Linked DNA regions of Zea mays: region 2 is linked to region 1. A link is a contact called in public Hi-C data. All regions are on one chromosome and are shown on one strand. Each heading gives the region's core, a stretch centred on a gene start, on an enhancer-like site or on the middle of the called end of the contact. The rest is flanking DNA. Distances are from core to core; before and after follow the strand shown. Region 1 holds the start of LOC100191373 (Protein LIKE COV 2). Region 2 holds the start of LOC100281811 (actin 2).

Evidence for each region. Hi-C and Micro-C count contacts between places; a contact is called where the count stands out from the background.
Region 2: a contact with region 1 is called in a Hi-C map of leaf, with 4 times the contacts expected there. The contact joins the promoter of LOC100281811 here to the promoter of LOC100191373 in region 1. A contact is called at or near these places in 2 of 25 Hi-C or Micro-C datasets (ear and leaf).

The regions. Positions count from the first base shown.
Region 1 is chr8:172,921,658-172,925,454 of Zm-B73-REFERENCE-NAM-5.0, reverse strand. It overlaps LOC100191373 (Protein LIKE COV 2), which reads right to left and starts at 1,645. Exons shown (of 7, transcript NM_001136807.1): 1 at 1,329-1,645. The coding sequence starts at 1,445.
Region 2 is chr8:173,059,151-173,062,704 of Zm-B73-REFERENCE-NAM-5.0, reverse strand. LOC100281811 (actin 2) reads left to right here and starts at 2,303. Exons shown (of 5, transcript NM_001154731.2): 1 at 2,303-2,658.

The sequences.
Region 1 (3,797 bases), core at 396-2,895:
CAAGGGCAAAAACAACATTGAGCAAAGTAAAAAACAACTTTGACCTTCAGAGATGGACAACAGTTTGTTTTTGTCATTCATGCATGCCGGTTTTCTTTCCAAGGAAATTTATATAGAGCAAACACAACTTTGGGTGCTGAGTTATAATCAAAGGACTGGTTCGACCCAGACACTTTATCTTCACTACCCTTAATACATTAATGCCAACCTCATATCATTACAAGTGTCATTGGATCCAATGATCAATTCAAAAATAACAACAATAACAAACATGGAAAACATACTTCACTTCTACAACATCCACATTTCTCTATATGAGTACCTTAGGTCATTATAGATTTAAAACTGGATCACGTTATACCGCCTCATAATAAAGAGTACAACAATATATAACTTCGCCACACCACCACCACAGTAATTACACCAACTTAAGCTCAATCACAGATAAGGAACATAAAACTACGCAACAACCACGATAACAATCATCTCCATACTACGGTCTTGTTCGTTTTATTCCTAAACCATGTAGATTGAGGGATATTTAGGTGGATTGAGGAAGATTTTGACTAGTAGTGGATTTATTCCCACTCAATCCCCATGGATTTGGGACAAAACGAACATGACCTACAGGTGGACTCTAGAAAGCATGTAAGCCATCCCATAAAAATATCCCCGTTTGCTGATAACATCACGTTCGCACTAATTTCAGATAAGTAGTACGATCAAAACTCAAACTAAGGCAAAATCCCTAAGGCTCTGTTTGTTTCGTTGGAATTGAATTCCATTTTAATAATTAGAATTTAGATAAAACTAATTAAGTTCATATATTTATATATATAATATATTTGTATATTACTCTAAATTATATGAGAGAGATAGTTATATACTACATTTATGTTATAGTGAAGCAAGTAGAAGAGTGTGATATAAGTTGTACATCAGAAAAATAGCATGTAAATCTATAGAATGAATTTCCATCTCTCACTCCATGAATTTGAGATAGACTTATATGATAACTTTGGAAAGTGGTGGAATGTCACATTTTAAAAAAAATAGTCTATTCTATTAGTAAGATTCCAATTCCTCAAAATGAAAGGAAACAAACGGGACCTAAATTTAAACCTACCCACAGGCAACACCAACGAATTCGAGGCTCGCATCGAATTGACAATCATCCCGTAAGCACGAAAGGGTCCGAACACTGGGAAGCACAAATCTACTGGTCGAACGGTCAGCAAGACCCTAGAAGGGCAGCACAGTCGCGCTACTAGCCCAATGCCGCCGCAACTCACGAGGCGAACGAAGGAGCGTAGAGGCTAGATCCGGACCTTGCGTGTGGAGGTGGTGGGCGAGCTGGGTCGCGGCGGCGACTTGGCTGGGTCCTCGGGGTCGACGGCCTCCGCCGCCTGGCTGAGCGGGATCGACGTCGACTCCTCCTCCGGCATGGCTCCGGCGGGTCTCCCCCTTCTAGAAGCTTCTCGCGGGGCGGGTGGAACGAAACAGATGCGAAGTCAGGCGTCGCTTCGGGCGGGCGAGCTAGGGAGGACGGCTGCTTTTGGCAGGCGGCGAGTAGCGGCAAGCAAAAGCGGTTGGTGGCGGAGTACGCAAGAGACGGGACGGGGACGGCCGGACGGGCCGCCGAGAGAGAGACGACGACGTCAAACCCTGGCGGGGACGGAGTGACCAAACTGCCCCCCGAGACCTAGCTCTGACGTTTTGTCCCTACCTGTCAGTGTGTTTCCTCATTCGGGAGCCGTCCTCCACGCGGGGGTCAGCATATCTGTTGGACTGCGGGGACCACGCGACGCGGATGCGGATGGGCCAATGGGGTGACCACGAGTCATGACGGCGTCATCGGGAAAGCGCATCCATCCTTGGGGAAAAACGGAGGAGCGATCGGCTTGACCGCTTGGGTCGTGAGCTGGCTTGAGTGGTGACAAATTTGAAATTATACCATCATGTAAAATGGATTTCGCCGGACTGTCATCAACTTAGGGCTCATTTGACAGAGCTCCACTCCATAATTCTTTAGCTCCGAGAGCCGATTCTCTAATAGCAGAAGTGAATCTATTTAACAAAAATTGTTTGGTAAATAGGCTATCAAGTGATTTCTGAGGGGTTAGAGAGTGGGGAACAGGTTGGGAGCGGTGGGAAGAAGGTTTTAGCTACCACTTTCTAGTACAAATATTCACTCCACTCCCACCATAGAGCAGTTCAGTTTTTTACTGTTTACTTTTGTAGGAGTGACTTTCGCTGGAATCGGAGTCATGGGAGTTGTACCAAACGCCCCCTTAGGTACACACGCTAAAATGCCATCTAACCATTTAAAAAAAGAAAAACCATATTAACTAATGAGGCGTTTGGATCCATTCATTTTGGAGTAATTGAAATTTATTAAATAAAGTAACATATTTAGCTTGGAATTTGACATTCCATCTGTTTCCAAAGTTTAGATATAAACATATCTCACATTCATAGGGTGAAGGATATGAAATGGTTTTATGTATTAGTAGAATATGATTCTACTCTGCAACTTTAGGGTGCTCTTCGACTCACTACTCTATAATAAAAATATAGCACATAAATATCTTCGACATATTGCTAATAATAGTATACAAATATATTTTGCATAAACTATATTAGCTTAATTGATATGTGCATAAATTACTATTATTAGAATGGAATTAAATTCCAAAGATCCAAACGGGCCTACCTTAACCTCTTTTCTATGTCAGAGAGAACATAGAAAATAACAAGCTAACGCGTGTCAAGGGTCTGTTTGGTTCACTGCCTAATTTACTATATTTTGTCCTAAATTTTCTATATAAGATTAATTATTAAATTCGAACGAATAACTTTAGATAAGGTATGACGCATTTACAACCAAACAGACCTCAAAAAGCCGCTCATCTTCCATGACGGGCGTCTTACCTTCCTCCCCACCCCAGCCGCCATGCTTGCCTTCTTCCTCTTCCTTCCGCTCGGCGTCATCCTCTCCGTCATTCGCATTAAAATAGCAGCATTGAAGCAAGCAACCTTGGTTCATCGAGTTGGCTGTTGGGCCCCTGTTCTCTTCTCCTGATCCTTTGACAATCAGACACTCATCACTCTTATTGCAGCAGCAAGCAGCCTGCTTGGTTCACCGAGTAAGAACATGATCTCTACAATACTTACGTATGTGCCTCGGATGCTTGATATGCAAGTATTTTGTTGGCGCTTCTGATGGTATTTATGCTGTTCATTTATGAGAGATTTTCCCTTTTATTTTCATATTGGGAAATTAAAAAAAAATGAAAAAAGGCCAGCAGAGCTGGGCCGCTGGCAGGCCGCTGCCGAGCAGCCCAGCCGGCTGGCCGATCCCCATCGCGTGCATGCGCATGTATCGAACGGCTGAAAGCAGGCTGGTAGAGGGAGTAGGGATCGAGCGTGCGCAAGGCACGAGCGGAGGCGATTCGGAGAAGGCCGAGCGTCTGGGTGGCGGCGGCGTTCAATGGATTACGATCCGCGCGGCTCGTTCGTCCGGAATCTCGGTGAAATCCGTTTGCCTTCTCCCCTCTCAGCTCCTTAAATGGGAGTTCGATCCCCTGGCCGTTAATCATCTCTCTCAGCATACGCTCGTATCAGCCTTCTCTCCCAGTTCACTGCTCCAATCGAATCTCGATCGATTTGTTCGATCTTCTGTTGTGATTCTCGCTGGTGGTGATTGGAAGAGGGTAGAGGTGATCCCAGCGCTCGTGCAGCTTGGTCTGTGTGCGCTCAGTTGCATTACCAGTGCTCCTGTGTAGTGCTCTGTCGGC
Region 2 (3,554 bases), core at 1,054-3,553, 140 kb before region 1:
CCGACAAATAATTCTTTTTACTCACAACACAATACCTCATACCATGTGATATATTCCGATCCATTGTTTGCAGGCAAGCCGTCTCCTCGGTGCAGAGCTTTGCTTAGCGCCTGGTTATCGCAATATAAAAAAAATGCTGAAATAATGCGGAAGCATGAGGCACGCCTTTGACTCGGACGTCGGAAGCTTCTCCCCGTCCGTCGGCCGGCTGTGCCGTCGGCGGAAGTGAATTATTGCCCCGCGTAATGGCTTCTCCCCGGACCCGGGCCCGGGCCTTCCACTACCGGAGGAGGCATCACAGCGACGCGTGTGTGGCTCGACGGAGTTGCAGGACGCCAATAATGCAGCCACTACTGCGGAAAGCACCAGTTTTTATTTTCTGTGTGTTGCCGTGCTGGTGAGGCGGCGTCAGGCGTATTCGCGTATCGCCTTATCATGTCATATTGTCCTGCGCTCGAGTCGAGTGCTGAAAGCACCACCCACCCATCTCCATTGACCCCGGCTCGGTTCGCCGGTGCAGCATGTTGCTGTTCCGGCGTCACAGGAAGGAAGGAGCCCGGTGGAGTCGCGTCGGATCTCCCGGAAAGAACGTGCGAATTATTGCCACTTTTAAGAGGAGCTGGGAGAGAGAGAAATCAATGATTGGACTTGTTAACTCCGGGGAGTTTGGTCTCGCGCTTTTGCGGAGAGTGATTGGTGCGTGCGGGCGGTTTCGGCGCAGACAATATTGCTGACGACTCGACGGTCTCTCAGACAGGATCCCCTTTGATAAGTGCCATGCCAGGGCTCCAATTGCAGCGTTCCATGTTGGGATCCCGAGTCAGACTCGAGGCATGAGACGGTTTACCACTCGGCTGTATATGTAGTAGGCCTTCCTTGGGTTGGGGGTAGGGTTATTGACATCTACCTCGTGGCTACATAGCAGTCGTTTCTTTATGCCAAAGACACCAGACACGGGTGCTAGAAATCGCGATCATCTGATGAGGATTTGCTCGGAGGCGAGGCGAGGCCAGCAATCAGCAATGGTCTACGTTGAACTTGCCTGTCTCGTGGGGTCTGCTGACTCTCTGCTCTGCTGTGCAAAACCTTCGACCTCATACCGCACTGCAGGAAGTAGCCAGGAACGACAAGTACTTGTTCGCTGTCACACCCCCGACTACTGTGGACTGCCTGGAGTCGCAAGCGAACGCCGGCCTGTTTGGTTCGGCTTTTTTCTGACAAGCTTTTCTAAAAAGTTGACTGTGGAAAAAAGTTGGATGTGAAGAGAAGTTGGCTAAGAATCTGAGTGTTTGGTTCGGCTGCTGTAGAGTAAACTGTCGTACTAATCAACACATAATTTGAAAATAGCTGATGTGTTTTTTATTAAAATAAGCTGAACGAGATCAAATAGATCACGGGTCCGAATAAGCTGAGCAACTTCCTGTGAAAAGCAGGCCTAGAACCGCTTCTGTCCCCTCGTTATCCAGGAGCTGCTGCACACCGCGCTTCTGCTGGCAGCCGCTGCGGAAGCCGGACGTTTGGAGCGGCTACACGGATTCTGGCGCCCAGAAGCCGTAAGAATCCGAACCGGCCCTGTTTGTTTCGGCTTTTCGTAGCTTATGGCCACCAAAAACTGCTGCGTACTACCAAATACTCAGTAGTTTCTATAAAATTCGTTTGGGTAAAAACAATTCAAAATCAATATACACATATAATCGGTTGAGTCATCACAATAGTAGTAATCCGTTACTTTATAGATCCTGAGTCTCATGAACAACTTTATCTTTATCCGTATGTAATCCTAATGATACTTAGATTCTCCTCAACCAGATTCTTTCTACAGTTAAATTTTTAAAAAAACTGGTAAAAAAAGCTGAACCAAATATGTCCAATGTCGAGCTGAGCTGCCGAGCACAAGGTCGGCCCGCCATTAGCCAGAGCAAAACAGGGAAAGGGAAAAAACGGATAGTGTTGCAACCAAAATTCCTCACAATTGTGAAAAACGTCGGTGCAGTCGGAACCATATGTGGGCCTGGGTGCTGGAGCCTTTGGGCCGACGGTAACAAAATATGTGGGCCAAATGAAAATTCTACGGGCCTTTTGACGAGAAGTCCCGAACCTTCTTCCCCTCGAGCGGTTGGAGGCGGAGTAGTTCGCACCTGCTACAGCTGCTAGCGACGGCTGTGGCCCACAAGCCCATGGACCACGGCTGCCGCCCGTGCCCCACCCGCCCTGTCATCCGACGAGGACGCGTGCCGGATTCGGCACCGAAAGCTTCGGTCCGGCAGCCGCCCTCCGCCAAATCCGCCCGCTGGAGCCCTCCGACAGATTTTTATCATCGGGCGCCCACGCGTCTCCATTGACCCGGGCAGGGGCGAGGTCAAGAGGGCGAACCGTTGGCCGGGTCGCCCCCGCTATCATGCCGTGCTGTGACACGGCGGCAGGCGGCTTCCCAACGACGCTGCGTGCGCACCCGCGGGCCGCAGCCGCCCCAGGCGCCTGCATACCAGTCCAACCAGGCGGCCTCGTATAAAGAGGTTCCCCACTTGGGCTGCCGCTCTCCCATTTGTCTCGCGCTTCGCTCTCACGCTCGCGTCACCGGAGCTCTCCAGAACCGAACCCCAACTGCCCAAGGGCGAGCGATCCGAACCCCTCGGCGGCTTCGTCAACGACGCCGAGGTATAGCCGTGTCCCCCCCCCCCCCCCCCCTCTGATCTGCCATCGATTCGATCCGAGGAAGCGATCCGTTGTAGACAGTCGGTTCGATAGATCCCCGCTCGACCTTCCCGTCGGTGTTGACTTCGATTTTTTGGTGTCGATTTTGCTGTTTTTGTCATGCTCGTTTCGGCTCTGGGATTCGGATAGGTGGTCTGGTATGGTGTAAATTGATCCAGCGTAACGAGCAAAAGCTACCGGCGTATGTGTAGCGTAGTCCTGTACTCCTACTATGTGTCCTATGATTTCTACAGTACCTCTGTTGTGTTTTGTTTGATTGGATTCTCTGGTTTATGTGATGGAAGTTAACCATGTCCAGTTACTCAGTCAGTTCATGGGAGTATATATGATTCAGAGTGTGTTGAGTTGCATGCTATGCTGGTCCGTAGCAGAGTAGCGGAACCGGAAAATTGCTCTCAGATCACTCGGTGAAGAACTGGAGATGACTTCAAGCAGTGAAATCACGCTGTTTCTGTTGATAATTCAGACGAAATGTGGCTCAAACATCTAATTAACCATTTTCCTCAACGAAACTGCCCCCCCTGATCCTCCTACCCAAATAGGAGTGTGGTTTCAGACGATTCATGTAATGGGTATATATATGTGATATGTTTGTTGGCCATAAAAAAAATGAAACGTGCATGGTCTGATCTCTGATGGTAGCAGACAAATTTACGGCCTATCAAGTATCAAGATAATGAATAATTTGTATTATCAGATAGCACCGAAGTCTGTCTCTGCGAATTGCTTAAAAGTTTATACTTGCATGAGTCGAGTATCAGTTTTCTTTAACACGGAGTCAAGTTCAGTTGCTTAATCATGAACACTTGTGCACCTTAGTTTTGGCTGATGACTGGCAT